Regions from separate parts of the Mus musculus genome. Here all the other regions are linked to region 1. A link is a contact called in public Hi-C, HiChIP or PLAC-seq and promoter capture Hi-C data. All regions are on one chromosome and are shown on one strand. The core of a region is the stretch at or near the end of the contact, and the rest is flanking DNA. Distances in the headings are between cores, read along the strand shown. Region 1 holds the start of Sgo1 (shugoshin 1). Region 2 holds the start of Tbc1d5 (TBC1 domain family, member 5). Region 3 holds the start of Lrg1 (leucine-rich alpha-2-glycoprotein 1). Region 4 holds the start of Ubxn6 (UBX domain protein 6). Region 5 holds the start of Sh3gl1 (SH3-domain GRB2-like 1). Region 6 holds the start of Shd (src homology 2 domain-containing transforming protein D). Region 7 holds the start of Zfp119a (zinc finger protein 119a).

Evidence for each region. Promoter capture Hi-C pulls out the DNA fragments that hold promoters and counts their contacts. A called contact is a pair of places that touch in the nucleus more often than the background predicts. HiChIP or PLAC-seq counts read pairs in DNA pulled down with a chosen protein or histone mark.
Region 2: a contact with region 1 is called in a promoter capture Hi-C map of second pharyngeal arch cranial neural crest. The contact joins the promoter of Tbc1d5 here to the promoter of Sgo1 in region 1. A contact is called at or near these places in 4 of 39 promoter capture datasets (the HPC-7 cell line, cranial neural crest, hippocampal neurons and 1 more).
Region 3: a promoter capture Hi-C map of embryonic stem cells shows a contact between it and region 1, with 7 times the contacts expected there. The contact joins the promoter of Lrg1 here to the promoter of Sgo1 in region 1. A contact is called at or near these places in 2 of 39 promoter capture datasets (embryonic stem cells and stem cell-derived epiblast-like cells).
Region 4: a contact with region 1 is called in a promoter capture Hi-C map of stem cell-derived epiblast-like cells, with 4 times the contacts expected there. The contact joins the promoter of Ubxn6 here to the promoter of Sgo1 in region 1. A contact is called at or near these places in 1 of 39 promoter capture datasets (stem cell-derived epiblast-like cells), 1 of 115 datasets of contacts at active chromatin or transcription factors (stem cell-derived neural progenitor cells) and 1 of 9 other capture datasets (liver).
Region 5: a Hi-C map of B cells shows a contact between it and region 1, with 5 read pairs. The contact joins the promoter of Sh3gl1 here to the promoter of Sgo1 in region 1. A contact is called at or near these places in 1 of 484 Hi-C or Micro-C datasets (B cells) and 2 of 115 datasets of contacts at active chromatin or transcription factors (astrocytes and epiblast stem cells).
Region 6: a contact with region 1 is called in an H3K27ac HiChIP or PLAC-seq map of acute myeloid leukemia, with 8 times the contacts expected there. The contact joins the promoter of Shd here to the promoter of Sgo1 in region 1. A contact is called at or near these places in 1 of 39 promoter capture datasets (cranial neural crest), 1 of 484 Hi-C or Micro-C datasets (B cells) and 2 of 115 datasets of contacts at active chromatin or transcription factors (acute myeloid leukemia and embryonic stem cells).
Region 7: a promoter capture Hi-C map of liver shows a contact between it and region 1, with 4 times the contacts expected there. The contact joins the promoter of Zfp119a here to the promoter of Sgo1 in region 1. A contact is called at or near these places in 4 of 39 promoter capture datasets (cranial neural crest, embryonic stem cells, hippocampal neurons and 1 more) and 3 of 115 datasets of contacts at active chromatin or transcription factors (astrocytes, embryonic limb bud and embryonic stem cells).

Annotation. Positions count from the first base shown.
Region 1 is chr17:53,686,965-53,691,051 of GRCm38.p6, reverse strand. Sgo1 (shugoshin 1) reads left to right here and starts at 1,737. Exons shown (of 9, transcript NM_028232.2): 1 at 1,737-1,841; 2 at 2,932-3,062; 3 at 3,194-3,341; 4 at 3,772-3,968. The coding sequence starts at 3,200. It also overlaps the pseudogene Gm31532.
Region 2 is chr17:51,177,352-51,181,438 of GRCm38.p6, reverse strand. Tbc1d5 (TBC1 domain family, member 5) reads left to right here and starts at 2,087. Exons shown (of 22, transcript NM_028162.4): 1 at 2,087-2,339.
Region 3 is chr17:56,119,748-56,123,834 of GRCm38.p6, reverse strand. It overlaps Lrg1 (leucine-rich alpha-2-glycoprotein 1), which reads left to right and starts at 1,889. Exons shown (of 2, transcript NM_029796.2): 1 at 1,889-1,974; 2 at 2,891-4,087. The coding sequence starts at 1,949. The coding sequence ends at 3,893. Sema6b (sema domain, transmembrane domain (TM), and cytoplasmic domain, (semaphorin) 6B) reads left to right here. Exons shown (of 17, transcript NM_001130456.1): 17 at 1-750.
Region 4 is chr17:56,072,783-56,076,869 of GRCm38.p6, reverse strand. Ubxn6 (UBX domain protein 6) reads left to right here and starts at 1,844. Exons shown (of 11, transcript NM_001379361.1): 1 at 1,844-2,034; 2 at 3,634-3,797; 3 at 4,086-4,087. The coding sequence starts at 1,952.
Region 5 is chr17:56,034,714-56,038,800 of GRCm38.p6, reverse strand. Sh3gl1 (SH3-domain GRB2-like 1) reads left to right here and starts at 2,164. Exons shown (of 10, transcript NM_013664.3): 1 at 2,164-2,386. The coding sequence starts at 2,342.
Region 6 is chr17:55,968,278-55,972,364 of GRCm38.p6, reverse strand. Shd (src homology 2 domain-containing transforming protein D) reads right to left here and starts at 1,883. Exons shown (of 7, transcript NM_009168.2): 1 at 1,666-1,883; 2 at 648-994. The coding sequence starts at 926.
Region 7 is chr17:55,876,731-55,880,817 of GRCm38.p6, reverse strand. Zfp119a (zinc finger protein 119a) reads left to right here and starts at 1,865. Exons shown (of 4, transcript NM_144546.6): 1 at 1,865-1,958. The coding sequence starts at 1,956.

The sequences.
Region 1 (4,087 bases), core at 488-2,987:
TTAATACACAGCACATGACATGGTAAGTATTAAAGAATCTTTCAAAGGGTTTTTTAATTCTTATTTTTGTATATATGTATGTGTTCTCTTTGATCACGTATGCCACATGCTGTACACAGGTGCCCATGAAGAGGGCATCAAATCTGGAGCTGAAGTCAGAGGTGGTTGTGAGCTGCCTGACATGGGTGCTCAGAACTGAACTCAGGTCCTCTGCAAGAGCAGCAAAAGCTTTTGATATCTGGATCATATCCACATTTCCAAAGGAATCTTTTTTAAAAAATTTTTTTTAATGTCAGCACTTGGGAGGCCAAGACTAGCATATCTCTGTGTGTTCCTGGTCATCGCAGAAATATCACGAATTTGAAGTCTGCTTAGGCTGTGTAAAAAACCTGCCTTAACCCGTTGTTTTGTTTTGCTTTGTTTTGTTTTTTGAATGCCAAATAAACAGACCAAAACCAAACTTTTTTAGGAGATGGACATGGTGGTACACACATTTAATCTAGCATTCAAGAGACAGAAGCAGGTGGATCTGTTTGCATTTGAGGCCAACCTCAAATATATAGTGAGTTCCAAGACAGTCAAAGGTACACAGAGAGACTTCTCTACAGCGTAAGGAGTTAGAGGTCATCCTGGGCTACAAGAAGACCCTGTCTCAAAAACAAAAACAAACAGAAAACAAAGAAGAGAGCCATAAATGAGCAGCCGTGGAACGATAATCTTAGGACCCTAGGTAAGAAATTAAGAGTGTGAACCTTGTGTGATGACCAGCATAGTAAAATATAACTTGTTATATTGGCTACGTATATCTATCTACCTTATGGCACAAGACATCTGCCAAGGATATGACTTATGAAGCAATCACTCAACTGTGGAGGCTCCAAATGTCTTGTGGTAGGGCTCCCTGCTGCCACCTTCCCCTTCCCATTTTCTTTGTGTGCCTTCAGAACTACCCAGTAACGCTGCCTGATGTGTAAGCGTGCCGAACTTTTCTCAGCATGACTAAACCCAATTCCTTGACTATTATCAGGAACTGATAAAGAAGTTTAGATTGTTCCCGGGAAAGCACTTTAAAAAACGGATCCCACAAGATGACCTTCTAATTCAGTCACGGCTGCTGCACTACAATGACTTCTGAGGTGAGCGCAGCCGGTTGTAAATCTCTTCCGTAAATGCACAGGACAGGATCGGGCTGTCACTTGGCGTTTCTTCTTGAATCAGCCAGGCCCACCCGCAGATCTCGCCAGCGGGCTGAACCTGGAGAGCCCAGTCTCTCACATCAGTCCTTTCGCTGAGCCTGCGCTAAACGTGCTGGATGGACGTTTGCCACACGGGCGCGCCCCGGAGCACAAGAGCTGCGCGGCCTTGGGCGCCCTGACAAGCCACGCCAGGATCTGTTTGGATCTTTCGTGCTCCAACTCAGGCTTCAACTCGAACTCGTCATTCTCCTGCCTCAGCCTTCTGAGAGCTGGGCTCTCAGGCCTGCGTCAACACCCCAGGTCTAACCGGAAGTCAGGGACGCACCCAGACAAGACCCAGTCTCAAAGTCGCTAGATCTCTAGGCTGTGGGAAGGCGGACGCCGAGCCAAGGCCTCAATTCCAGCCTGACTCCACCCCCTCTACCCCACCCCAGCCACAGCTGCGCGTGCGCAGGCGCGCCACGTGATGCCATTCCCCGGGGCCGGGCGCTGCGTCTACGGAGAAGGGCGGGCCGGAGTGTCACGTGATGGTGTCCGGCCAGCCAATGGATACGCGTAACGCAGAATTTCGAATGTGGCGGCGGTAGCTGCGGAGCGCGGCGGAGCGGGAGGTTGCATCTGCTCGTCCGGACCTGAGTGGCCGAGGTACGGAGCGGTACGGGCGGCGGGACTGGAGGTATCTCTCCGACCGGACGACGCGTTCCGCTCGCGAAAGCGAGCACCCCGAAATCGACAGGGCTTTTGCTCAATCAAAGTAGCAAAAACTTTTTAGATAGGGGCCGGAGGAAGGGGTGTTCTCGCCGACTTGCACTGTCTAGCACGCACAAGGCCCGATTTCCATCCCACTGTGCTCGCGCACGCGAACAAACTGTAATTAACTTTAACTCTATCAGTTATTCATTCTGTGTGTCACTCAGATGTCTCCGGTGCAAACTTTTAAAACTTGATGGTGACCCACCCATTCTTATAAGAAGTCGTTGCATTTATTCTGTTGAACTCCCCTCTCCAATCTATCGTATATACACATTGGTAAAAATAAAGGGTTAGATAAGATATACAGTACCAATTTAAGGCTTCATTATGCGTGGAGGAAAATACGTCCTGGTGAGAATACTCAAGAAGAGATTCAAGAAAACACTTAACTAAAAGGAGATGAATCAAGATAGTTCTTGTGGTGACAATTATATGCACACATTGTGGTTGGCAACAGTTTACAATTTTGAGACCAGGAAGTTTATTTTGCTTGAAGCACGCTACTGTTATTAACATGAATACATGTTTTCTCAGCCCCAAAATTACTAGAGAAAAGCTGCCAAACAGAAACCCAGATATACATATAAATTGCTTCTGAACTAATACTGTAATCCTAAACACTAAAGGTTGGCTATAAACATTGTAAGAAAAGTAAGTCTGCTTATGGCTCATACATTTGTGGTCCCAGCTACTCAGGAGGCTGAGGTAGGAAGGACATGAGAGCTCTTAAGTTCAAAACCAGACTGGGTAACAGCAATATCCTGTCCCAAAATAATAAGTTCCCATAGAGCCTAGAATGTTGTACGCCTCCAATGAATATTTACTATAAGATGAATAATTGATACTTTCTGGAGTTATTTAATACTTTCCTATGAAATAGTAGAAGATAAGGTTATAGCAAAAGCATGAATGACATTTTATGGGATTTTTTTTCTTATGATGGCTTGATTCTAACATCTTTTTTCTTCTTGTTTTGTTTTAGATGAATTTCACTATGTAGCCCAAGCATAAATCTATGACCCACCTGCCTTAGCCTTTTTAGTAGCTTGGATTATTCTACAACACCTGACTTAATATTTCTAAGCAGAAAATCAAAATATTGCTTTTTTTGAAGTAAGTTTACAATTTAGTCTTTTGTAATCCCTTCTTGATGAACAGCCTATGTTTCTTAAATTTTATGTTTAAAAAATATCTGAGAAGTGTTCATTGGTTTTTTTTTTTTTTGTTTTGTTTTTAATTCAAAGACAAAGATGGCTAAGGAAAGGTGTCAGAAAAGGTCCTTTCAAGATACCCTTGAAGACATTAAGAATCGAATGAAAGAAAAAAGGAATAAAAATTTGGCGGGGATTGGGAAACGCAAGTCCTTTATTGTTGCACCGGGCCAAGTACCCAGTAAGAGAATTTTGTGTTGTCTTCTTCCAGCATTCTTACTTTGAAAGTGTGGCATTTGTGTGTGTTGTGTGTGTTTCTTTGTGTGTGGAGCACAGTGGGGTGTTGCTGTAGTAGAAGTTCTGGAGTCCTGCTATTAATCTCTGCCCTGTTCCCCTGCAAAGGGTCTCTCACTGAACAAGGAACTATTGTGGCAGCCAGTCAAGCCCCAGAGATCCTCCTGTCTCCACACACCTTTAACACCTTACCTTCCCTCCGTCCTGCCACAGCAGATAGAGTCACCAGTGTGCAGGACCACACCTGGCTCTTTAGGGGATTTGACCTGTGGGCCTCATTGGTTTCTTAGCAAGCACTCCTAGCCATTGAGAGATATCTCTAGCCTCTGCTTCACCTTCTAGGTTGAGGCTTACTAACTGAAAATTTTATCTTATAGCTAACACTGCTACACTACTGAGATATTACCAAGATAACAACAGGTTGTTAGTCTTGGCTTTGGAAAATGAGAAATCCAAAGTGAGAGAAGCACAGGATGTCATCCTGCAACTGAGAAAAGAATGCTACTACCTTACTTGTCAGCTGTATGCATTGAAAGAGAAGCTAACTTCCCGACAAAGTGAAGAAACTACTCAGGTATATTCAGTACAAAACTTTTCTGTGTAGTTTTGCCATATGCAGTTCAGCTTTATATAGATTTAGATATGGAAAATATTCTTAAGTATTCTTCGGAGAGTCACTTTTTAAAAAAATAC
Region 2 (4,087 bases), core at 838-3,337, 2.5 Mb after region 1:
ACTACTTTTAGAATTTTTTCTGTCTCTTCCTAATCTTGTTTTCCTTAACACTCTGGGTTTTCTTTCTTTCTTTCTTTCTTTCTACCTCTCTCTCTCTCTCTCTCTCTCTCTCTCTCTCTCTCTCTCTCTCTCTCTCCCTCCCTCCCTCCCTCCCTCCCTCCCTCCCTCCCTCCCTCCCTCCCTCCCTCCCTCCCTCCCTCCCTCCCTCCCTTCTTTCTTTCTTTCTTTCTTTCTTTCTTTCTTTCTTTCTTTCTTTCTTTCTGTAAAGTCTCCTTCCATACCATGCAGTTGGTGGTTGGCCGTGTAGCTACCCTCTGTGCCAGCTTCAATGGTGTCTTAGGAGGCACCATGACCACGTCAACTCTTTGAAAAGAAAATAATAATTGGCAGCTTGCTTACAGTGTCAGTTTAGTCCATTATCATCATGGTGAGGAACCTGGAGACATGCAGGTAGACATGGTGCTGGAGAAGCAGCTGAAAACTACTCCTGATCTGTAGGCTGAGAGACTGGGCCCACTATGAGCTTTTGAGGTTTCAAAAGCTCACTTCCTTTGACAAGGCCACACCTTCAAATCCTTCTATCACTCTACTCTCTGGTGACTAACCATTCGAACACATGAGCCTACGGGGGCGATTTTTATTTAATCACCACAAATGGTATGGCTGCTTTCTGTCTTCTTTTATCCATCTCTGAGAAGCAGCTGAGCTTTATAGTCTTCAGAGATGTTCTTTTCATCTCTAATGAAATTGCCCTTCGGTCCCTTCTTAAATTATGCTATTTATGAGACTAAGCGTCCCAAGAGGGGATAGAGATTTCTCCTGTCATTTGGTGACCACACTGAAGGACCTCTACAGTCCCAGTAACACCAGCATAGTCAGTACTTCAGGAAGGAGATGAGGGTCTGCGGTGAGATATTTCGGTGCCGGAGAACAAAGTCCACTATACATTGTAGAATACCAGTCATGTGGCTGACTGCTGTATTGCTAGCTGGGAGAGCAATATCCAAATACAGCATGATGCATCTTCCTATTTCTTAGGATTCTGTTCATGAGACTAATGTAATCATGAGTTTAGCCAGAACTTTTAATAGCTTACTCTATTCAACCTGTTCAATTTCTGCTACAGTGAGAAGGGCATTAGAAAAAAGAGAATCACTGTGTTAAGTGTGGTATGCCTTCCTTGGAAGCTAGCTAACTTTCTGACCTCTGTTTTGGTTTCCATAATCTGAACATAACAACTGATTTTTTTTTTTTTTGCGCTATTTGTAAAGACAGATTAATAAGAGATCTCTCTTTCTCTCTCTCCAACTCAGATGAGCTATTTACCACTTTCTTATTGAAGAAGAAAATACCAGCCTCCCATTGCTGGAGGTTAAATGCAACTTTAAGTCAGGATTAAGCAGGGGCATAGGGCGGTAAAACCAGGGTCTAGTCATTTGCCAAAATTGTCATTCATTAGATTAACTATCTAATGACTAGTCATTAGTCTAGATTCGAGGTCTGAGAAGATAAAACCTGTGTGTTTTTACAGGTGTGGGGTTGCTAAAAAAACAAAACAAAAAACAGCACCTCTCTGGATTCATACAAAGAAGGTCTTCACAAAGAGGTAGTGAGTCCCTACAAAATTGGGTGGCACGACCTATCTGTCATCAGTCTGTACAGCTGTAGACCAAGGATGAAGGGAAGGCCATTTACAGGAGACAAGGAAATTGTGCGATCCGAGGCAGGAGTGCCAGATTCTTAGGACGTTCCCAGGCCTGACTTATCTCCTCGATGCCAGTCCCACCCTGGGAAGCTGGTGGCAAGTGGGGGACCTCGGGTTGTGGCAGAAGGCCGGCTCCCACTGTAGGGAGGCCCCGCGCGCATGCGCATCGGCATGGCCCAGGCAGCTCCATTGGTCTCGGGCGTCCCCTTTTCCCTCTTCACCCCGACCTATCCCCCAAGACACCAGGCTCCCAGAGCGCGGGTCACCCGCGGCTCACCCGCTGGCTCGTCCCAGGCCCGGGCGCGCGCCTGCGCACGGGTCCCCGGGCGCGCGGGGTTACTAGAGGTGGAGCGCCGGGAGGGCGCGCAGCAGGAGGCGGACGCCGTTACGGAGGGAGCGTGGTCACGTGGCCGCTGGTCACCGCCGCCACCTCCCGCCCCATTCTCTTGCTGGTCGGGCCAGGCCCGGCGTGTTCCACGAGAGCCCGGCAGACTGACGGGGAGAGAGAGAGAGAGAGCGAGAGAGCGAGATAAAGAGAGGAGAGAGACAGAGAGACTGACAGAGAGAGAGAGAGAGAGAAAGGAGGGGAGGAGGATTCAGGGAATAGGAGCTGGGGAGCCCTGCTGCGCTACAGGTAAAAAAATAACATAACGATGCTAACGGTGAAAAAGCGCCTCGCCTCCCCCGTCAGCCTCCCCGGGCAGCTGCACAGCCGTCGCTCCCTCCCCGGCCTCCCCTCAGCCTCGCTGGGCCCCGTCCCGCCGCCAGGGAAGGCCCGAGCCGCCGGCCGCGGCTTGCGCGCGGGCTGGGAAGGGAGGCGGGCTGGGGCTCGGTCCGCTGCGGGCCGGCGGGCGAGCGGGCGGAAGGGCGAGCGCGCACACGGGCGAGGCAGCCTCTCTCAGCCCGCTCGTCCCAGTCCCCGTCCCCGTTCGGTCCTCGCTCCCGGACGAGCTCGGGAAGCAGCTACCGGGCATTGCCGAGCTGCTCAGCCAGCTCTACTTCCTCTTTGGCCGGTTCCCTGTTTCTTTCAGCCCTGGGCTGCACGTTTCCTTCCCAGGCCGGAAGTCAGGCGGCTGGAGCCCGGAGCCGAGCAGCCTCGGAGGAGAGAAACCCTCTCCTGCCTTAATTTGCCTTAGTGCTACTTAAGTTAGTCACGCCGGCATCTGTCAGTTCGAGGCCTGGCAGGACCCGAGGAGAACGACTTGGGAGAGTTCCCCCTGCCCCCTCTGTTTTCCTGGAAATGTACTGTTCTTCCAATACATTCTGTGCAGATATGCGACCTAGAGTTTGGTCACTCCTAGTTACTAATAGTTTCAGGACGACTTACTAACCAATTCAGCGCTTGAGAATGGTAACAGCTTTTGAAGGTTACATCTTTTATAACCCTTCAACTTCCACCCCCCCCCCCCCATCACTTTCTGCAGAGTCCCCATTTCTCAATTCTGAACTGGACTGAAACTTTACTATGCAGGTTACATGCTAAACTGCCTGAGGTGGATTGTGCTGAAATGCTAGGGCTTTTGTACGCGTAGTCCATCACAGTGTAGTCCACAAACCACCTCTTATTAGTGTGCTGTGGCACAGGATGCACTATTGGAAAAGAACTCTTGGAATACAGTGGGAAAGAAACTCACTTTTCCGTTATGCGTCTTTGGTTCAGTTCTATTTCCAGGACTTCCTTGGTGTCCGAAATAGAATGGAAAGGGCAGCTGCAGTGGGATAGAGAGCGTTGATCAAACCTGAGTCCCTGGGGGTTGGGTTCTTGTTAAAAATGTGATAGGAATTCAGTGGATGTGGTAACTGATACAACTTGTTATTCTGCATTTCTCACGTGGTGATGGACAAGACCTTGTTCAATACAAAAGGTGTAAATATCTTCTGTGTATAGAAATGAAGTTACGTGTCTGTGAAGGACGGACACACACACACACACACACACACACACACACACCCCTTGGAATGAAGAGGTGGCCTGATAGGAAAGTTCAGTGTCAGGGTGCACTAATAAAGTTTGCTTGGGGGAAGTAGAGTGAACCAACGCTGGATTCCAGGAGAAGGAAAAGAAGTACAAATTGTGTGCTCTGTATGCTGTGTGGTGCCTGCACCACATTTTTGTTTTATTTATTTATTTATTTATTTATTTATTTATTTTTGTTAAAATGGTTTGGCGTACTTCTTAAAAGACTCGCTTCCCAGTTCATTGAGTTTTTATTAAGGCATAGGCTCGGAATCTTGGGTTCGTGTGTAATGCTGGTTGAAAGTTTCTTCGATTGGCAAAATCATTGTGTCTGATATCTTCAAGTGTAGCCTCAGTTGGGCAGTGTGTTCTTGGTATTTGAAGCACATATTTTAAACAGTTGAGAGCCACACAAAGGGTGTCCT
Region 3 (4,087 bases), core at 640-3,139, 2.4 Mb before region 1:
ACACGAAGCCCCGGGGTGGGCGGGAGGAGGCTGACCTTTTACCTGCGCATAGACTTTGATTTTTGTTTATTTTGAGTTTTTTTTTTTTTCTAAGAAATTGCACAGCCCCATTCTTACTTGGGGTGGCGGCCGGGGTGGGGGTTGAGGACGTGGGGTGAGGGGAGGCAGCTGCAGACATGAGCCTTCCCGCCTCAACACATCCTCCGTAGAAGGGACCCCCTCCCTGCTCCTGGGTCCCTGCGTGTGTGGGTGTGTGTCCGTGTGCATGGCCTGTTTGTGTGCAAGGGCCCAGGACAGAAGTATGTGTGCGTGTGTGTGTGCGTATGCGTGTGAGACAGGGCCGCCGTGGGTGTGCGTGTGTGCGACTCAGAATGTGGGTGGTGGCGCCCTCAGAGACCCTGGCATTGGCTGAGCCAATGTTGGGCCTTCTGAAAAGAAGCCCAGGGGATGGGGCCTTCAAGGTGCCGGTTTGGAGTTCAAATCCTGCTCCTGCAGAGGGGACCTGGGGGTCCAGGCTGGGAGATGGGGGAACCTGCTTCTAAAGGGCTTGTGGGGGTTTTGGGAGGGTGGAGGTGGGCAGACGCCCCTGTAAATACAGCCCTGGGGTGGTCAGAGAGGCCCATGCCACCCGTCCCCACTTGTGACATCCCCTTCGACCACCAGCTGACCATGCATGCCACGTGGCCAGCTGAGTCCAGGACCCTCTCCAGCCCTATCCCCATCAATAAAACTCTGTTTACATCCACCGGCCCCCTTGACTCTGGGTCAGCTGTTTGTTGGGGGTGATTGGAAATACTTGGGAAGGAAATCCTGCTCTTAGTCACTCACAGGCAAATGGGGGATTGGCCTCTTAGAATCCCAGACTGAGAGGAGAGGTCATGTCAAGGGGTGACAACCTGGAAAACTTTAAGATGAGATGACAACAAGGAGGAACTAGCTGATTGCAGGGGAAACACTTCCTGTGCAAGCAAGAAGACCTGAGTTTGAATCCCTTAGTACTCACAGAAAAGGCCAGGTGTAATGGTACATGCCTGTAATTTTAGCACTTGGGAAGCAGACACAGGAAGGTCCCTGACCTCTTGCAAGTCAGCCTAGCCCAGTTAATGAGAGGTCCTGCCTCAGTAGACAATGTGGAGAACCATTGAGGAAGACACCCAGAATCAACCTGTAGCCTGTGCAAGTGTGTGTGCACATCACACATAGATACAGCCAAAGGTGTCCTCAAAGGCAAATTCATAGCCTTGAAATGCATTTTGCTGTTGTGGGTTTTGTTGTTGGACAGTCTCAGTATGTAGCCCAGTCTGATGTCAAAGTCGAAGTGATTCTCCAGCCTCCATACTCCAACCCTGTGCTATAATGAGATGACATGTGAGGTGTGTCTTCACAACAGACATATGCACCTACTGCACTTCAGGTAGATGGAATCACCAAAGAATCTCTTGACAATCAAGTTCAGCTGTGCAGGCAGGGAAACTGAGTCCCAGAGAACCTAAGCCAGACCTGCTTGGTTCCTTGTGGAAGACTTTACAATCAGAGCCAGGCATTGCTCCTTGTTCAGTAGGAAAGCTACTTGAGCATAAAAAGCAAACAACACATCAGGTGTTCAAGACCAGAGATTTTTTTTTTTCCAACACATTTCCTGTCACCTGCTCAAAGAGCAGCCACGTTCCTGCTCTTATTGCAAACTCAGTCCCTGGATCCTGGTGGGAGAGGACTCAGCCTAGGAGACATTGGGTAGAGCAATCCCCACCTCACCCTTAACTAGGAAGTAAAAGCTGCAGAAAGTCTGGGAAAGGGTGGGCAGGATGCCACAGTCACTGCCAGGAAGGGATGTAGCAATGTTGACCCGGCCCTGGGCTCTTCCTGCTTTGCCTCAGAGCAGAGTTGGGGTGGGGACTATATAAAGCCACCTTCCTGGGGTCTTGAGGACAGACATAGAGGAGCAGCTATGGTCTCTTGGCAGCATCAAGGAAGGTAGGTCTCTACCTGACCAGTTCTGGGCAGACCTGGCACCAAGCTAAGCACAATCATGGGGACATTAGTCTGATCCACTGAGGTGGCCAGGAACAGATTCAGGCCTGCAGGCTGTACAAACAGGCTTACTTCCAGACAGACTGCCAGAGGCCCCCTGAGCAGGAATGGGAGAGGGTCCCTGTCCCAGGTCCCAGGCTTGAGGCTTTGGTCATACCCACTGCAAATCAGGAAGCCCCCGACAGGCCTCTGAGGGCTGTTGTGGAGACCAGATATGCGTACAGAAGAATTCCTGTTCACCTGGACCCTGAGTTCTCCCTGAACACCCAGTGCTGACCACACAAGCCATATGAGAGCTGGACGAAGAAAGGATAAGGCCAATCTGGAAGCTTCTGCCTTCCTGAGAATGGCAGAAAAGGGCTGGTGAAAAGCCAAGCATTGTGGCTGGGGCTTTGCAGAGTGAACACGAGTCCACTGACTCTCCCTCTGAACAGACAACTAGGGAGATAGGGGTAGACCCAGGATACAAACCAGGTTAGAAGTAACTAGGTACTTGGACTGGGAATACTTAATAACTGGTAACCTGTTAGAGGTGGTAGCAGGGGAGGAAGTGTGTAGGGGGTCAGACCCAGGAAGTTTAAGAGTCATAGAGGTAAGTTTTGCTGTGGATCAGGGGCTGCTTTGTGAGAATGAAACCCAGGGTATAGTGTTCCTGGGGCTTTGCAGAATAAATAGGAGCTCACTGGCTCTGCCACCCACCCACCCTGCTAAGGAGACAAAAATAGACTCAGGAAACAAACCATGAGGATCGTCTTGTTCCAGTCCTGGTGAGGAAGGACTCAGTGGGTACAGTTTAGGGTGGTGGCCACGGGGACGGGAAGAAGGGGAGATATTTTTCACCATGGTTCACTAACCTCAGCCTCCAGGATCTCAAGACCTGCCTTGCCAGAACCCTGTTTCTCCTGGCCCTCTTGGGCAGGGTGTCCAGCCTCAAGGAATGCCTGATACTGCAGTCGGCTGAGGGTAGCACCGTCTCCTGCCATGGTCCCACCGAGTTTCCGAGCTCCCTCCCTGCCGACACTGTCCATCTGTCGGTGGAATTCTCCAACCTGACGCAGCTGCCCGCCGCCGCCCTGCAAGGGTGTCCGGGTCTGCGGGAGCTGCACCTCTCGAGCAATCGCCTGCAGGCGCTGTCTCCCGAGTTGCTGGCGCCCGTGCCCCGGCTGCGCGCCCTGGATCTGACCCGCAATGCTCTCCGCAGCCTGCCCCCCGGGTTGTTCAGCACCTCGGCCAACCTGAGCACCCTGGTCCTGAGGGAGAACCAGCTGCGGGAGGTGAGCGCGCAATGGCTTCAGGGCCTGGACGCCCTGGGCCACTTGGACCTGGCGGAGAACCAGCTGAGTTCGCTGCCCTCCGGGCTCCTCGCCAGCCTCGGCGCCCTGCACACCCTCGACCTTGGGTACAACCTGCTGGAGTCGCTGCCCGAGGGACTCCTGCGGGGCCCAAGGCGGCTGCAGCGCCTGCACCTGGAAGGGAACCGACTGCAGAGGCTGGAGGATAGCCTGCTTGCGCCCCAACCGTTCCTGCGCGTCCTGTTCCTGAATGACAACCAGTTGGTCGGGGTGGCGACCGGCTCCTTCCAGGGCCTACAGCACCTGGATATGTTGGATCTGTCCAATAACTCTCTGTCCAGCACGCCCCCGGGCCTGTGGGCGTTCCTGGGGAGGCCGACCCGCGACATGCAGGACGGCTTCGACATCTCCCACAACCCCTGGATCTGTGACAAGAACCTGGCGGACCTTTGCCGCTGGCTGGTCGCCAACCGAAACAAGATGTTCTCACAGAACGACACGCGCTGTGCGGGGCCCGAGGCCATGAAGGGTCAGCGGCTGCTGGACGTGGCAGAGCTGGGGTCCCTGTGAGGATGATGGCTGGGGTGCTGGCCAAGGGCACCCCGCTCGCCACTGAGCCAATGTGGTCCCATGTCAGTGTGCAGATTCCTCATTCCCTCAGCCAGGAATGCTATTCTCGGACTCCCTCTCTGGGTCCTCTCCACTCGCCACAACTCTTCCACCTCTCACTCTTCCTGTGCCGGCCCCCAGGCCACCTTGTGTTT
Region 4 (4,087 bases), core at 595-3,094, 2.4 Mb before region 1:
GATTTAAAGGAATGTGCCACCAGTGACTGGCTCCCCCCCGCCCCCCGCCAAAGGACTAAAATACCATGTCTTGGAACATTTTATTTATTTAAAAGATTTATTTATTATATGTAAGTACACTGTAGCTGTCTTCAGACATTCCAAAAGAGGGCATCAGATCTCATTACGGATGGTTGTGAGCCACCATGTGGTTGCCGGGGGATTTGAACTCAGGACCTTTGGAAGAGCAGTCAGTGCTCTTTACCCACTGAGCCATCTCACCAGCCCTGGAACATTTATTAAACATTTCCTGGCTGCCTTTTTTTTTTTTTTTAAGATTTATTTGTTGGCGGGCATGGTGGCGCACGCCTTTAATCCCAGCACTCGGGAGGCAGAGGCAGGTGGATTTCTGAGTTCGAGGCCAGCCTGGTCTACAAAATGAGTTCCAGGACAGCCAGGGCTATCCAGAGAAACCCTGTCTCTCAAAACAACAACAACAACAACAAAAAGGTTTGTTGGGGCTGGTGAGATGGCTCAACGGTTAAGAGCACTGACTGCTCTTCCAAAGGTCCTGAGTTCAAATCCCAGCAACCACATGGTGGCTCACAATCATCCCTAACAAAAATCTGATGCCCTCTTCTGGAGTGTCTGAAGACAGCTACAGTGTACATACATATAATAAATAAATAAATAAATAAATAAATAAATAAATAAATAAACAAATCTTAAAAAAAATTATTTGTATGTGAGTACACTGTTGCTCCCTTCAGACAAACCAGAAGAGGGCACTGCATCCCATTATAGATGATTGGGAGTCATCATGTGGTTGCTGGGAATTGAACTCAGGACCTCTAGAAGATCTTATCCGCTGAGCCATCTCTCCAGCCCACATCCTGGCTGCCTTCTTTAAGGTGCTCCACTCCTCTCTTCACTGTAGCTCTTGGAAACCTGTCTTCCACAGTTCTCATCAAATGCCTCCATTGCTCTCCTCCAGCCATGGGGCTTGTTTCCTTGAAATCACCAGGGTGTCCCATCCTTCAGCTTTGTGCATTTTTGGATCTAATGGTTGGCAAAACTAATAAAATTATTAACAGCCTGGGTAGCCCACAAAGCTGCTTTATCTCTGACAAATTTCACACCAACACAGACGAAAGCTTGCCCATAGGCACTTCAGTTACATGATCCAAAGACCACAATGCCATGCGCATTAGGGTAGAATTACATGCACACAGACAGGGGGTGCAGAAGAGCTCCTGGAATCTCAAGTTTGTGTCCAATGACCCACTTCCCCCCTTCTTTCTAATGAGTGACCATTAACAGTGAAGTATATGATTTTGGGGGTCTCTTGCACAGTCACAGTGATTCTGATCTAGATGATGGCTGTTTTTCACATGAACAGTAGTGTTCTAAAAAGCCTGAGTCCAGAGCATCCAACTTTTTGTTGTGTGTACACACCACACGAGATGGAAGTGTTGGAGGAGATTAAACTCAGCTTTGCACATGTTGAGCAAGCCCTGTACCAACTGCGGTCTCTGCTTTGACCTTGCCTGTACCAATCTCTCTGTCGGCTCCTTCTAGCTTGTCTCTCCCAGAGCAGATTTCAGGCTCATGCACAGTACATTCATACTCATTTTCTCTGTAGTATGGACTGGCCTTGAACTCCTGACATCCACCCTGGTTCCAGTAGCTCTGGGTACTCTTCTAGGCTGCTCGCTGTTTGGATGCTCTCTTTAAGCTCCCCTGGTGGCTGCTGCGGTCTTAAGGGAGGCGAGCCTGTCGCCCCGGCAACGGCGTCCGCAGACAGGAAGATGGCGCCCCGCCCGCGCGAGGTGCTGCAAGGCGATTGTCACGTGAACCAGGCGGGACTTCCGTCGCCGCGATATTTTCTTTCCGGTGGTTGGCCGCCTGCTCCTCATCCACCCGGGCCCTGCGCCCTCCGCCCTGCGGCCCAAGCCGCCGGGCCGCTGCCGCCATGAAGAAGTTCTTCCAGGAAATCAAGGCTGACATCAAGTTCAAGAGCGCGGGGCCCGGCCAGAAGCTTACGGATTCCGCAGGGTATGTGACGCTGGTTGGGCGACGGAGAGGGCGAGGGCCAGGGGGCAAAAAGGGCCGGCGGTTGGGTGTCAGGGTCTTTCTAGGCTATGCTTAGCAGGAGTAGATTGGTGGGTGGGGTGTGGAAGATTGTAAGGCAGGGGCGGAGCCTACAATGAGGGCGGGGCGTTGTAGCAGTGGTGGGCGGGGCAGAAGGGAGGGCAGTTGTGTGGTGTAGCACGGGTGGGCGGGGCGCTAAGGGTAGGCGTGGGCGGTCGTGGCCAGGGCGCGTTGGTCACTGCTTAGAGACTCTTGGTTCTGGGTGGTGAGAAGGGACGGGGCAATGCCCAGAATTTAGCTAAGAGAAGAGCCGCCTAAAGGTGTGGCCTTGGCGAAATGTGGGTAGGAAGGACCTAAGAGAAGGTGTGGGAAGAAGGTCTGTGAGAGATGTTAAGACTTCTTTGTAGGTTGTGTGGTAATCTGGGAGGGGTTGGGGAGTGAGAGAGGATTATAGAAGGATCTTGGAGGAGTGTGGAAACCAGAGAGGCCCAGACCCAGAATGTTGTTGAGTGGTTGGGGTGACAGGTGAAGATGGGATCTCTGTGGGGGCCTTGGCAACTCCGGGTCTTCCAGGAGTACTTTCCTGGAGTTCTTTCCGGAGAACTTTGTGTTCTGGAGAGGGAGGTAAGGCATGTTGGAGCTGCTCAGAAGGGGTGAAGTAGAGATTGGAGACAGCTACAGGCTACCAGGGAGTAGTCTGCAGGAAGTATATGTGGAGGAAAATGACAACCAGCGACTGGGGCTGAATGTGAGGAGAAGGAGGGGCCTGCAAGCCAGGGCTAGAAGGGAGGTAAACACACCAGGGTACAGCTACAAATAGTGGGGCAGTTTCAATGATGAGAGGAACATGGAGGTTCAAAGGATCCTCAGGCCAGAAGTTGGAGGGGATGGTCCAGTGTCCGTGATCTGTGTGTGATCTATAAAAGTAAATGTCACTTTTATTTCCTCAGATGAAGTGATGAGAGCTGCAACCATGCTCTGTGAACACAACACACTGCTTGGGCTGAGCTCAGAGCATTATCCATGTTCTAACAACTATCCCAGGAAGCTTCTAGCATCTGTACAATCTAATTAACCAAGCTGACTAATTCAATTTGGCTTCTCTCAATTTCTCACTGAAGTGCTCTGCTTGGACTCAAACTAAGTCTGGCAGTCTCTTCTAATCTTCTGGTTCCTTCTCATTCTCTCGCTGCAACCTGCCTCTGAACTGCACTGGCAGGCTGAACTGCTTTCAACTCTCTCTCTCTGTGCTGCCTTTTGAGTCCTCTCTTTCCTGACTGTTCTCAGAGTTGGGTGTAATCTATCCCTGACTCATTCTGTCAAATTTTTCTGATTCGTCACTGTCTGCCACTCAATTAGATGCCACTTTCAAACATGACTTCTTCCTTCTACAAACTAACCTTACCTACATTGTTAGGGATTAAAGATACATACTATGGACCTGTCTGCATTCCAGCAAGAGAGATTAAAGATTTGTTGCATGTCTGCATTCCTCCCACATGTTGCTTGATTAAAATTCCTCTATACACCGTTTTGCAAAATTGGGTCCCTATGTCTGTTCAGGGAGAAGACCACCAAAGGAAAGTCACCACAGCTGGCCCTCCGGCAGCCCCGTCAGGGCCCCACTGATGAGGCACAGATGGCTGCCGCTGCTGCCCTGGCCCGGCTGGAACAGAAACAGCCCCGAGCCCGGGGCCCTACATCTCAGGACTCCATCCGGAACCAGGGTGAGTTCTGCTCTAGGTGGCATCTGGGGCAGACTGAATCCAATGGGAAAGGGTCCCCAGAGGGTAGCTCTGAGTCCCATGTGGCAGAGACACCATTAGTTCTTGCTTGGATGGAGACTTGGAGAAGCAGGGACTAGATTCTACCTCCTGGACATTGGGAGGGAGAGTTGCTAGCTCTCAGACCAGCCCCCTCCCCACCCCCCAACTCCCACCTTTGCACCCAGAGGCTCAGCCTCTGGGTTCAGGATGGGTCCTTACTCTGTCCATATCACCCCTTCCTACTCTCAGTG
Region 5 (4,087 bases), core at 915-3,414, 2.3 Mb before region 1:
CTGGTGGGCGGTGGGCGTGCCAGGAAACCCTGGCTGGCATCCAGTTCTGTTTCGGAAAGGAGACATGGTGTCCCAGGCCTGTTATTGCAGCACTAAGAGAGGAGAGGCCGGTTTATGTTACCCTGTCTCAAAAAAACAAAAGAAACAGAAACTACTCATACTCCAAACTTTTTATAAAGACTCCTGGATTCAGGAGCAGTAAAGATGGCACATACATATTTTTTGATCTACTGCAGTACAACCCTTTGAGTCATTTGGAACCTTCCAGTAATCTCTGGGTTCATGAAACCACCCCAACTTTTCACCAATTTCAACCCTAGCCATTTTCCTGTGTCTGCTTTAGGATTTATTTACTCATTACCTCCATTCATTATTAATCTCCAGGTCATGCTTGCCTGGTCTGTAACTGGTTATGTAGTCCAGACTGGCCGCAAACTCGGAGACCCATCTGCTCTGCTTCTCAGGGGCTTGGGTTAAAGGTGTGTGCATTGCCACACCTGGCATATTCTATATAGTTTTTGAAATTTGTAACAGTTGATAGAAGGGTTAAGGTACATATGTCAACCTGGGGAGACTTCATTGAAGAGATATTGTCTTAGTTAGGGTTTTACTAATGTGAACAGACATCATGACCAAGGCAACTCTTATAAGAACAACGTTTAGGGGGCTGGAGAGATGGCTCAGCGGGTAAGAGCACTGATTGCTCTTCCAAAGGTCATGAGTTCAAATCCCAGCAACCACATGGTAGCTCACAACCATCCTTAATAAGATCTGATGCCCTCTTCTGGTGTGTCTGAAGACAGCTACAGTGTACTTAGATATAATAATAAAATAAATCTAAAAAAAAAAAAACAATGTTTAATTGGGACTGGCTTACAGGTTCAGAGATTCAGTTCATTATCATCCAGGCGGGAACATAGCAATATCCAGGCAGACATGGTGAAGGTGGAGCTGAGAGTTCTACATCTTCATCTGAGGGCTGCTAGCAGAATACTGGCTTCCAGGCAGCTAGGATGAGGGTCTTAAAGCTCACACCCACAGTGACACACCTACTCCAGCAGGGGCACAACTTCTAATAGTGCCACTCCCTGGTCTGAGCATATACAAGCCATCACAGATATCATTCAATTAGAGTCCTCTTTCTGTCTTAATGATGAGAGGAAGCTCACTGCAGGGCTAATGCGCAAAAAAGCAATGATGTCCTATAGCTGGTACATGACAGGAATGAACCAATGGAACTCGAAATAGGAGATAGCTACAGTCTGAGCGAACTATTTTGAAAATATGTTTCTAGTGGGGCTCATTGGTGCACACCTGTGATTTAGCACTTGGGACGTGGAGGAGCTTGGACAGGAGTTCAAGGTCATCCTTGGTTATACAGTAAGTTTGAGGCTTAGCCTGGGTTATGCAATATCTGCTCTGAAATAAAGTTATGAAGAAGGAAATAAAGGACTCTCTTTTCTAGTTGTATCCTCAGCGATTTATTAGAAGGGAGACACTGAAGGAAGGACCCCAGAGAGAAGGCTGGTGGCGTGTTAGCATTTGGGCCTCTGCCGGGATTAAAGGCGTACATGCATCACCACTGGCATACCTCATATTAATTTTTAAGTTATGGGTATATATGTGACCCGGTGTACTTGAGAGCAGTTGAAGGAGGCCAGGAAAGGGCTGTGACCCGGAGCTGGAGTTACAGACAGCTAGCTATGAGCAAGCAGCCTGATGTGGATGCGAGGAACTGAACTCCCGATGTCAGCCAGGGCAGCAAGCACTTTTACCTGGAGAACCAACCGTTCCTCTAGCCCCTAAGATATTCCATTTTACCTCGCTTTGTCTTTATTACACTCTCGCTGGCAAATTCCGCTCCGCTTTCTCCACGCACAAATAAAATATTAATTAATTAAAACTGACTTTTGGCTTTATATCTACTCCTGGACTCTAGAGGGAGCTGCATCATGCGTACACGCGCACGTACACAGATTTCTGGCCTCTCTAGGCGCCCCCTCATCTCGTTGGTGTGGGAGGGTTTCCGCCGTTCCTCCCCCGGCAATGCTCTTTCTGTCCTCCAGGGGGCGCGCACGCGCAGAGAGGCGGAGCGCGCGCAGATGCCGTTGTAGGGTGGGGTGAGGCGATATGGGGGCGTCACCGGAAGTGTGCGGTTGCCATGTAATATCCCGGCCGCGCGTGCGCGCTAGCCGGCCGAGGTGGCTTCGGGGCGGGGGCGCAGAGCTGGCAAGCTGATTTGGCGGTGGCGGCGCCGACCTGCGCGCGGAGGAAAGAAGTCGGTTCGGCGGCGCCGGCGGAAACCGGAGTTCGAGCGGGAGGCCTGACGGCGGCAGGCGGCATGTCGGTGGCGGGGCTGAAGAAGCAGTTCTACAAGGCGAGCCAGGTGAGGCGAGGCCAGGCGATCTGGTCTCGGGCCTGCCTTTGGGGACCGCAGACGAGCCGAGCTGGCTTCCCTTGGGCTAGCGGGGAAGGGGAGACCGGGTCCCCGTGCTTTGAAGAGGGACACCGGGTGTGCGCGTCTAGGCGGCTTTCAGAAAGCTCTGGAGGGCCGGCGAAAGGGCTTCATTGAGAGGGGCTTGCCGCCAGGCTTTACAACGTAAGTTCGATTCCTGGGATCGCAGCATGGAAGGCAAGCCCCCCCCCCCCCAAAGTCTCCAGGCTATGCTTCCGAGACTCTCACCACATAGCCTCAGGCCACAGAAAATGTTTGTCTAGGTTGATATCCAAAAAAACCAAGTCCACACAGGGCTTAAAAAATAATCAGTGTCCCATTCTTCTTTTCCCTCTCCGGTGTCTGTAAGACGGATTGAAAAAAAAAAAACCTAAAAAACCAAAAACAAACATTCTCGCTCACTGGGTGTTATACATCATTAATCCCTGCACACTTGAGGCAGTCAGGTAAGCAGATCTCTGAGTTTGAGGCCAGCCAGGGTTACGTAACATAAGGAGACCCTGTCTCAAAAATGAAAGAAAAATCTCTTGGTAGACACTGTGGCAAGTTGAAAAGAGACAGTGAAAAGTAATTTTCCAGGCTTCTGCAGTTTACAAAATGTGTCAGGTTTGTGTCCCTATTTCTAAAACATATGTATGCTTCTTTGAAAGATACGTTTTTGTTGGCTGTACCATACTATAGATTCCTATAGGTACTTGGTGGTTTGGGTTTAGTGTTTAATCGATCCGATCATGACTCTGAACTGAAATTCTCCTTTCTGGTTGTGTTGACATTCAGGAGTTCTGTAGGGTGGGCATCCTGGCCTCCGTTGTATAAACATTGAGAACCCTACCCCAGGCAGGCAGGCGCTCCTTTCAGACATCCTATAGTGTAATGTCCCTCTGGAACTTTTGGGGGGTTTTTTGAGGCCAAGTTTTGCTCGTAGTCCAGGCTGGCCCAGAATTTTCCATCTTCCTGCCTCTCAGGCGCTGGGATGACAGGATACCTTTGTGTGTTGAAGGTTTTATATTTGCCTTGAACTCCTGGGCTCAAGTGAGCCTGTTCCCTCAGCTCTGTCAGGTTTCTGCTTGAGAAAACCCTTGTTGTCTCATCTCTGTCTCAGTCAGGCCAGAGTGGCCTCATAGTCATTATCCTCCCGCCTCTGCCTCCCGGTGCTGAGTTACAGATGTTTGTCACCAAACCTCAGTGGCCAGAAGTTCGTGACTGAGTTTTCTCCTGTCTGTTTTGAGTTTCTTTTCTTCTGCCTTTTCCTCCAGGTTGCTAGATCGATTGTGCTCGCGAGTGCGCTCTCTCTTTCTCTCTCGTTTGATGGATGTTTGCTGGGGTTGGAGCCCAGGACCTCAACCACACTGGCAACAGCTCTACCCTGAGCCATGACCTCAGCTTGACATGCATTTTACATGGGACACTGCTGGAAAGCCTGGCAGGCCTGTAACCCCAGGCCCTCTGGCCGCTGAGGCAGGAGGATCAAAAGCCAAGTGAGTTCCAAGTGAAGCCTGTGGAGCCAGCTTGGCTGCTATGTCTGATACCCTAGAGGTCACCAGGGTTGATGCTAGTGTGGCTGGAGGAGGCTGTCTTCTGCCTGTGCATCCAATCCAGTGCTTGTCTCACTCAGCTCAGAGGCCAGACCCC
Region 6 (4,087 bases), core at 634-3,133, 2.3 Mb before region 1:
CAAGTTTTAGAGCAGCTTGGACTGCACAGGGAGAACCTGTCCCCAAACCAAACCAAACCAAACCAAACCAAACCAAACCAATCCAAACCAAACCAAACCAAACCAAACGAAACCAACAGAGCAGTGGTTCTGGACTTTCCTAACACCGCAACACCCAACCATAAAATAATTTTGTTGCTATTTCATAACTGTAACTTTAAAAAATGAATTATGATTTTTAAAATTTATTATCTGTGTTTTCTGATGGTTTTAGGCAACCCCTGTGAAAGGGTCATTCGACCTTAAAGGGGTCTCAGCCTTCGGTAAAACCAAGCAGGGCATGCACCAGGTCCAGCTTCCATCAGGCACAGCATAAACAGTGACTGTGACACATGCCTGTCATCCTGTGACACACACTTCAGAAGTACAGGCAGCAGGAGGATCAGGAGTTCAAACTCATTGTAGCTAGTTTTAGGTCAGCCTGGGCAATGTTGGACCAGGTCTCACACAAACCAAAAACAACACCTACCCTCTGTCTCCCTGAAGGGAGAATGGGCCGAGGGGGATAATGGCTAGCCCAGAAGATCTTGGACTCCCCAGGGGGCGGGGGATGAGGTGGGGAACCCAGGGTGATAGGGACAGAACACCCGTCCAGGTCCTCCACGCACCTCTTCCCCCGGGCTCCCCAGCAGAGCCTTGGCTCTGGCCATGTCTGCAGCCTCCACCTTGATCAGCCGGTGCCTAGGAGAGTTGTACTTGGGGTCACCGGACCCGGTGACCTCTGGCTCAGCGCGGCCATTGGAATCCTCATAGGGGTCCTCGAAGTCCAGGTCCTTCTGTTCGCGGTAGGCCCGCAGGATGTCGCTCTCGGTGTAGTCGGGGGTGGGCGGCTGCGGAGGCGGCCTCCGGCTGCCCAAGTTCAGATAGTCTCGGAGCCACTTGGCCATTGGTGCCCCCAAAATATGCTGGTGTCAAACAAGGACCTTCATGCCTAGCTCTGCAGCTCGTCCTGGGGCTGGGGGGAGGAAGGAGGGGAGAGAAGAGGAGGGGGAGACAAAAGGGGGGAGGAAGAAGGGAGAAGAGAGAAGAGGAAGAGGACAGGAAGATTGGAGGTCAGAAGTCCTTGGCTGGGCTCAGAGCAGAGGGGGCAGCAGGTGGCGACCCTGGTGCTGCAGGCCAAGGGTCTGCGGGAACTGCGAACTTTAGGGTCCGTGTTGCAGGTGTGATGTCAACAGGGCTGTTTCACATTACCCCTTCAGCTCCATGCATAAAGTTGTCAGAGGCTGAGCCACTCCAGAGGGTCGTACTCCCTGTGGGGCTGCTGTCCGATCCCGCGAGCCCCACCAGTCCGAATTACCCAGATTTCTTGACCCCTGATCCTTCACACCCCGCCCCCGTCACACCTCCAATCCTTTATCTCCATCCCTTAATCTCTGAATCCTTTAATTCCATCTCCAGTATTCCTTAATCTCCAGACCCCTCCATTTCCTTTAACCTCCCGGTCCCCTAACTCCTGCTCCACACCGCCCCCTCAATCCCTTAACCTCCCCTATCCCTTAACCGCCTGCAGCCGCCGCCACTGCACAACAAAAGGGACTTAAACCACTGAGTCCAGGCCCGGGTTCTCAGGGCCACCGGAGGGGCGAGAACACCCGCGTCCCATTGGGTCCCGCCTTGCGGACAGACCTGCAGACCTCAGACCTTCTGTGGCTCCGGGGTGGAGACAGCAGGACTCGGACCCTGGAGGATCCCGGAGGACGAGACCACCGGCGTGGGGACCGAGTTGCCCTTGGGACCAGGGCCGGGCAGGGATTGGGCGAGAGGCCCGAGCATCGCGCAGGGTCGCGGCTGGAGGTGGCGCAGGGCGGGAGGCGTCGTCCGTCACCGCTGCGTCCGTCCGTCGCTTTGTGCCGGGCGAGGGGGAGGGGTGGGAGGCGTCGGCAGCTGCGGGTCCGCGAGCGGAGGGAGGGAGGTGGGCTCAGACCTCAAGGGCTGCAGATGGAGCTAGGAGGTCGAACCCCAAGGAGAGACAGGCGGGCAGTAGTCAGCCAGAGTGACCCAAAAGCCATGGCCAACTGTCTGTCCGCCTTAGTCTCCCCAACTGGTAATCGGTGCAGGAGGCATTGACAGCAAGAGTTACTGCTAAGGGTCTCATGTAGCCCAGGCTGGCCTCCAACTCACTTGCAGCAAAGGATGACCTCGAACTCCTGATCCTCCTGCCTCAGTCTCCCAGCATTTAGGGATGACACTCCAGGCTTTGTGCATACTAGCAAGCGCCCTACCGACTGAGACGTTGAGGTTGGCGAAACTGAGGCATAGAAAGGCTTTGTGTGTGGAGCGAAACTCAAGCCACCCATCTGACCATTTGTGCCTGGACATCTCTAGGATGGCACTGGTGGCTCACAGAGAGAGCGGTCATCCTCTTGTCCACTGTGAGCTCTGTTTTCCAGGCAGAGAAACTGAGGCCTAGAGCCAGCACGGCATCTGGAGTAGGCTAAGTCCCCCTAACCACCCACTCCTATCTCTGTCAGGCAGCGTCCCCAGGGGTCACCAGATCCTGTGTGTGCTGGTGTAGTCAAGAGCTTTCTCGCATGGAGCCTGTACGTGGCAGGAATAGCAATCAGGGGGCCTGAGGCAGAATCAAACGGCACTTGACTTTCTGTCGCCTCAGAGCCTCCATTGGGGCGCGGGCGCCTGTGTGTGTGTGTGTGTGTGTGTGTGTGTGTGTGTGTGTGTGTATGTTAGCGCGCCTGCGCGTGTAAGAACAGAAAAAGCCAGAGCAGTAAACTCTTCTGATAGCGGGGAGGAGGATCATGGCAACTACCTTGGGAAAACCTTCTGGATGACTTGGAAGATGGGACGGGGGTCAGTCTGTATCACACTGACTCCGGATTATAATTCACATGCTCTATCCCTGTCGCATTTAGAAGTACAACCCAAAGGCTGGGGGCAGCTGAGAGGGTAGTGTTGGCCCCCAGCATCTTAAACCCAAATGAAAGCACAGGGAAAACATGCATGAGTGGGTTGTATAGCCTATGAAGGCCATGTAATCTGCTATACTGCAGTTCCAGAACAATCCACTTCCCTGTGCCTCTGCCAGTCCCCATGAACTAGTCCTGTCTCTGCCTCGGCCTGCTTTGGATAGTCCCCCACGGAGTCTCAGACTCCATGTACCCTGTTGGTGGCATGGGACAGAACCCTGTTCTTGTTCAGGAACAGTGTGACTGTTCCATCCTGAGGCACACACGGGGCGACTGGGGCCTCAGGGAACAGCAGGATAAGAATCGATGCCCCTCAAATCCGGGAGGGTAAGTGTACCAAAGCAGGGGGACAGAAGGGGAGGTCTTTAAGGCTGGCAGCCATACCTTTAGGCTACATAGTGAGGCCCACTCAAAAACCCAAAATCCAGGCATGTATATGTAGGGGACCAAAACACTCTGGCTGATAGGGAGGCGGGTCTTGCCTAATTGTGGTCTGGTGGCAGATGCAGGGCTTGCCTTGGGAAGCCTGCAGTCTGGAGGGTGCTGTAGGAAGGCTCCTGGCTTGAGGGAGGCATCAGGACCTTGCCTTTCCTGGTTCCCAGCCTGATGGAAGGAAGTACACATTTGGTTTTCTGAGCTCATAGTCTGAAGGAAGAGGCAAGTCACTGACTTTCAGGATCCCCAGTCTGGGGGTGAGGTCCAGCTGCTTCAGTCTGCTGGAGGAACAGTGGCATCTGGGACAAAAAGACCTCACGGATGCCATTGTAGCATGCCACCCCGCCCCTTGCCATGTAGCTTTGTCACTCTGCAGGGACCAGGCTTGTGACCAGCAAGCAGGAAGAGGGCTATGGGGGAGCTGGTACAGCCAGCATCTGAATGCCCTGGGCAGGTGGTGGTTCCCTTTGCCAGGGGTCCCCAGGGAGCTGACAGAAGTGACAGATTAGACCTGACAACTTCTGAGGACATGATGACAGCTACAGAGCTGAGTGAGTGGAGGTCAGCAGGACGGGGACCAGCCAGACGCCAGGATGTCCCTGATCTTGGCTTGGGAAGCCCCACCCCCAACACGGGCTGTGAGAAGGAAGAGTCCCCAGGGGAAAGCAGACTCCAACACGAACATTTCCGGT
Region 7 (4,087 bases), core at 616-3,115, 2.2 Mb before region 1:
AAATCAGGGACTAGACAAGGCTGCCCGCTCTCTCCTTACCTATTCAATAAAGTACTCGGAGTCCTAGCCAGAGAATTAGACAACAAAAGGAGATGAAAGGGATACAAGTTGGAAAGGAAGAAGTCAAAATATCACTATTTGCAGATGATAATGATATTACACTTAAGTGACCCCAAAAATTCTACCAGAGAACTCCTACAGCTGATAAACAACTCCAGCAAGGTGGCTGGATATAAAAGGAACTCAAACAAATCAGTAGCCTTCCTGTACTCAAATGATAAACAGGCTGAGAAAGAAATTAGGGAAATGACACCCTTCACAATAGTCACGGTACTATTACATACCTTAGTGTGACTCTAACCAAGCAAATGAAAGATCTGTATGACAAGAACTTCGAGTCCCTGAAGAAAGAAATGGAAGATCTCAGAAGATGGAATGATCTCCCATGCTCATGGATTGGCAGGATTAATATAGTAAAAATGGCCACCTTGCCCCATACAATCTACCGAGTCAATGTAATCCCCATCAAAATTCCAACTCAATTCTTCACACAGTTAGAAAGAGCAATTTGCAAATTCATCTGGAATAACAAAAAAAGTAAAACAAAACGAAACAGGATAATGAAAACTATTCTCAATGATAAAAGAAATTCTGGGGGAATTCACTATCCCTGACCTCAAGCTGTATTACAGAGCAATAGTGATAAAAACTGCATGGTATTGGTATAGAGACCGGCAGGTAGATCAATGGAACAGAATTGAAGACCCAGAAATGAACCCACACACCTATGGTCACTTGATCACACCCTGGTCACCTCCCCTTTGGGGGCCAGAATAGTTGGTGTTTGGGTTCATAGACCAAGCTGGTTTAAACTTTTTTTTTTTGGAGACAGGATTTCTTTGTGTATCCTCCCTGGCTGTCCTGGAATTACTAGGCTTAAACTTTTGATGTCCTGACTCCACTTCCCAAGTGCTGGCATAATGAGCCAGTGCAACCACTAAAGGCTGGGAATGTGTTAGTGTTTTGGCTACCAGTGTTTAGCTGAAAGAAGTGTGAGCAATTTAGATGAGTCTTTTTAAAAATGGATGATGCCTGGTGAATATCAACCAGGAGGTTTAAATTTGACCTGGATAGTCTGGATGCTCTTTTGGCTGTGAGGCAGGTGGATCACTCCACTTGAGGTTGTTTAGTGATCTGTGTATGCTAGAGACCTTGTGCCTAGATTAAGGAGCCTCCTGAGTGCAGCAGAGCAGGGACGACTGTGCAGTCCTGCTGTTAGGAAACATAATGGAGTGAGGTGAAGTAGCTTTGGCAGATCGAGCTGAAGTGTGTCCTGAGAAATTACGCCATGCATCTGGTGTAAAAAAGCTTTATTGGGGGGTGGGGGTTGGGGGACTGAGGTCCTGGCGAAGGGACAGAGGCAGAGAAGTGGGCATATGACAGGCAGAGAGAGAAAGGAGCGCACACCGGGAACAGAGAGACGGCCTGCCGAGTAGGGAGAGAGCTCCGGTGGCTGGTGGGTGGATACATTCATCCTGAAACAGACCGGGCGCGCCTGATGGCATCGGCAGGTGATGGCATCTGATGACAGAAGTCTCTGCTAGGTCCCCGAGAGTAGGCTTGTGGACCTGCCTGTACGCTAACAGGCGCAAGTTCTATGGCAATGCCTGTCTCTCCGCGTCTGAGACAGTTCTGTGCCTGAGCGGACACCAGGACTGGGAACCACTGTGCTGTGATACTTCACAGCCCTCGGTGACTAGGGGAGCTGTCACTCATTCCTTACTAGCCAATCACGGCCGCATGGATCCGCTAGCCAGAATGGGGAGAGCACTTCCGTTCCCTAATACTAAAGGTTCGGGCTCGGGTCTGAGGGAGGCTCTTGTGGTTCCGTGTCCTGGTCTGCCACCCGCTGCCGGGAGCTGTGAGGAGAGCGGGGCGAGCTCGGTCTCCACGCCATGGTGAGCGGGGCCGCCGTCCCCACGCGGGGAGGAGCCTTGGGAGACTGTGTGGGGTTCCTCCCGGGGTGCGGGAACCGGCGGTCAGACTCGCCGCCCGGCGTGATTGCGTTTGTTCACCTGAGGTCCCTGCACCTCCGGAGCGGAAGCCGGACGTCTGACTTCGATCCCGGGCTGCGCCTGCGCAGAGTGTGGGGCGCGGGTCCTGGAGTGAAAACATCCTTGTTGCTGACGTCACCATGCAGTGAGCGCCTCAGCTGCTTTTCCTGTGTCCAGGGAAGGCAGATGTGCTGACATGGAGAACCCTAGTTTCTCCGGTGTCTTCTACAAGTTCTGCACTTGGCACCTGAGGTTCTGATGTATGATCCGTCCGCAGTTAATTCTGTGCAGATGCAAAGTGTTTGCCATCGACACAGACTTGTAGATGCCTTGACCGTCCAGTAACGTGTGTTAGTAAGGCCAGGCTCACTGGGTTTCCTGGCCTCTTTCATCAACATTTACTCTATTTTAGTTGTGTGTTTTTTTTTCTTTTCTTTCTAAATTTTCTCTCATGTTCTGTTGATCTCTATTCTTTCCCAGGAAGTACTGTGCAGGCAGGTTTTCCCGGTTCTCTGAGAGAACTGGGTGGGGAGGGAAACAAGGGATAATAGCGAGCAATCAGAGAAAAGATACACACTTAAACCTGAGTTTGCAGGCCTCCAATTGTTTAATTTCTTCTTAGACAAGTTAGGGAAGGTTATTTTAAGGAAGCCTGTAACCCCTCTAGAGGAGTTAGTGTAGAGGAGTAAAGCTTTGTTCTCTTTATTTACTAAGACCAAACCTTCCTTGTTAGTTAGAAAAGACCTGTTCTGTCCCATAGTAAGGAGAAGTCTGCCTGCTCCTTCTGCTCTCTGCAGCTCTTTTTTTTTTCTCTTCCCTCTGCATTCTGTACATTGCTCTCATAGTTGTTTTTTTTTTTTTTTATGTTATCTATGGTTTCTAAGTTGTTCCACTCTGTATTCTCCTTCTAATCTTGCTCTCTCTTTCTGTTCAGATGTCACAAAAATGCTCTTATTCTCATTGCCTATATGATTTGATTTATGCCCCACAGGGTTGCCTTGGTCCAATCTTTCCTTCTTTGTAAAGGAAAAGTGTATTCTGAGCCCATGCATGTTGAGAAGTTATACTTTTTGTTTATTTTGATTTATAGAATTTGTATATTTTGAGTTTATATGATGTCAAAGTCAAGAGATTGCCCTTAGTATTCGACGAAACTTTAGACATTTAAACAGTGTTGGGACTGTGATATAATATGGAGATCTTTGAAATGAGAATAATTACATTTTGAATTATTGCTAGACTAGGAGCCTGTGATGGTTTGAATATGCTTGGCCCGTGGGAAGTGGCACTATTAGGAGGTTAGAGCCTCATCGGAAGAGGTGTGGCCTTGTTAGAGGAAGAGTGTGACTAAGAGGGTAGGCTTTACGGTCTGCTACAGCTCAAGCTTCACCCAGTGTAGAGAGCCTTTTCTTAGCTGCCTGTGGAAGAAAGTCTCCTGGTTGCAATTGGATCAAGGTTTAGAACTCTCAGCTCCTCTAGCGCCCTGTCTGCCTGCAGGCTGCCATGCTTTCTGCCATGATGATAATGGACTGGATCTCTGAAACTGTAAGTCAGCCCCAGTTAAATGTTTCATTTTATACAAATTGCTTTGGTTATGGTGTCTCTTCACAGCAACAAGACCCTGATTAAGAGAGAAGTTGGTACCAGGGACTAGGGTATTGCTGTGATAGGCCTAACCATACTTTTGTTTGGATGAATTCAAATTTTGGATCTTTGGGTTTGTAAACCTGCGGAGTACTTTAAGTGGAGCTTAATGGGCCATCCTAGCAGAAATATGGACGACATCAGTGCTGAGGGTGAATTGAATTCTGGTGGCCTGCCTGTCTCAAGAGCTTTCAAAGGGAAAGAACTTTCCTATGTTATCTAGAATTTGCTCTTGTGATATTTTGGTGAAGAATATGACTTCTTTTTTGCCCTTGTCTCAAGAGTCTGCCTGAGGCTAAGGTAAAGAGATTTATATTAAATGCATTGACAAAGGAAGCTTCAAAAACAGCCTAGTTTAGACTTTATCCTGTGGTTCACTTTTTTTTTTT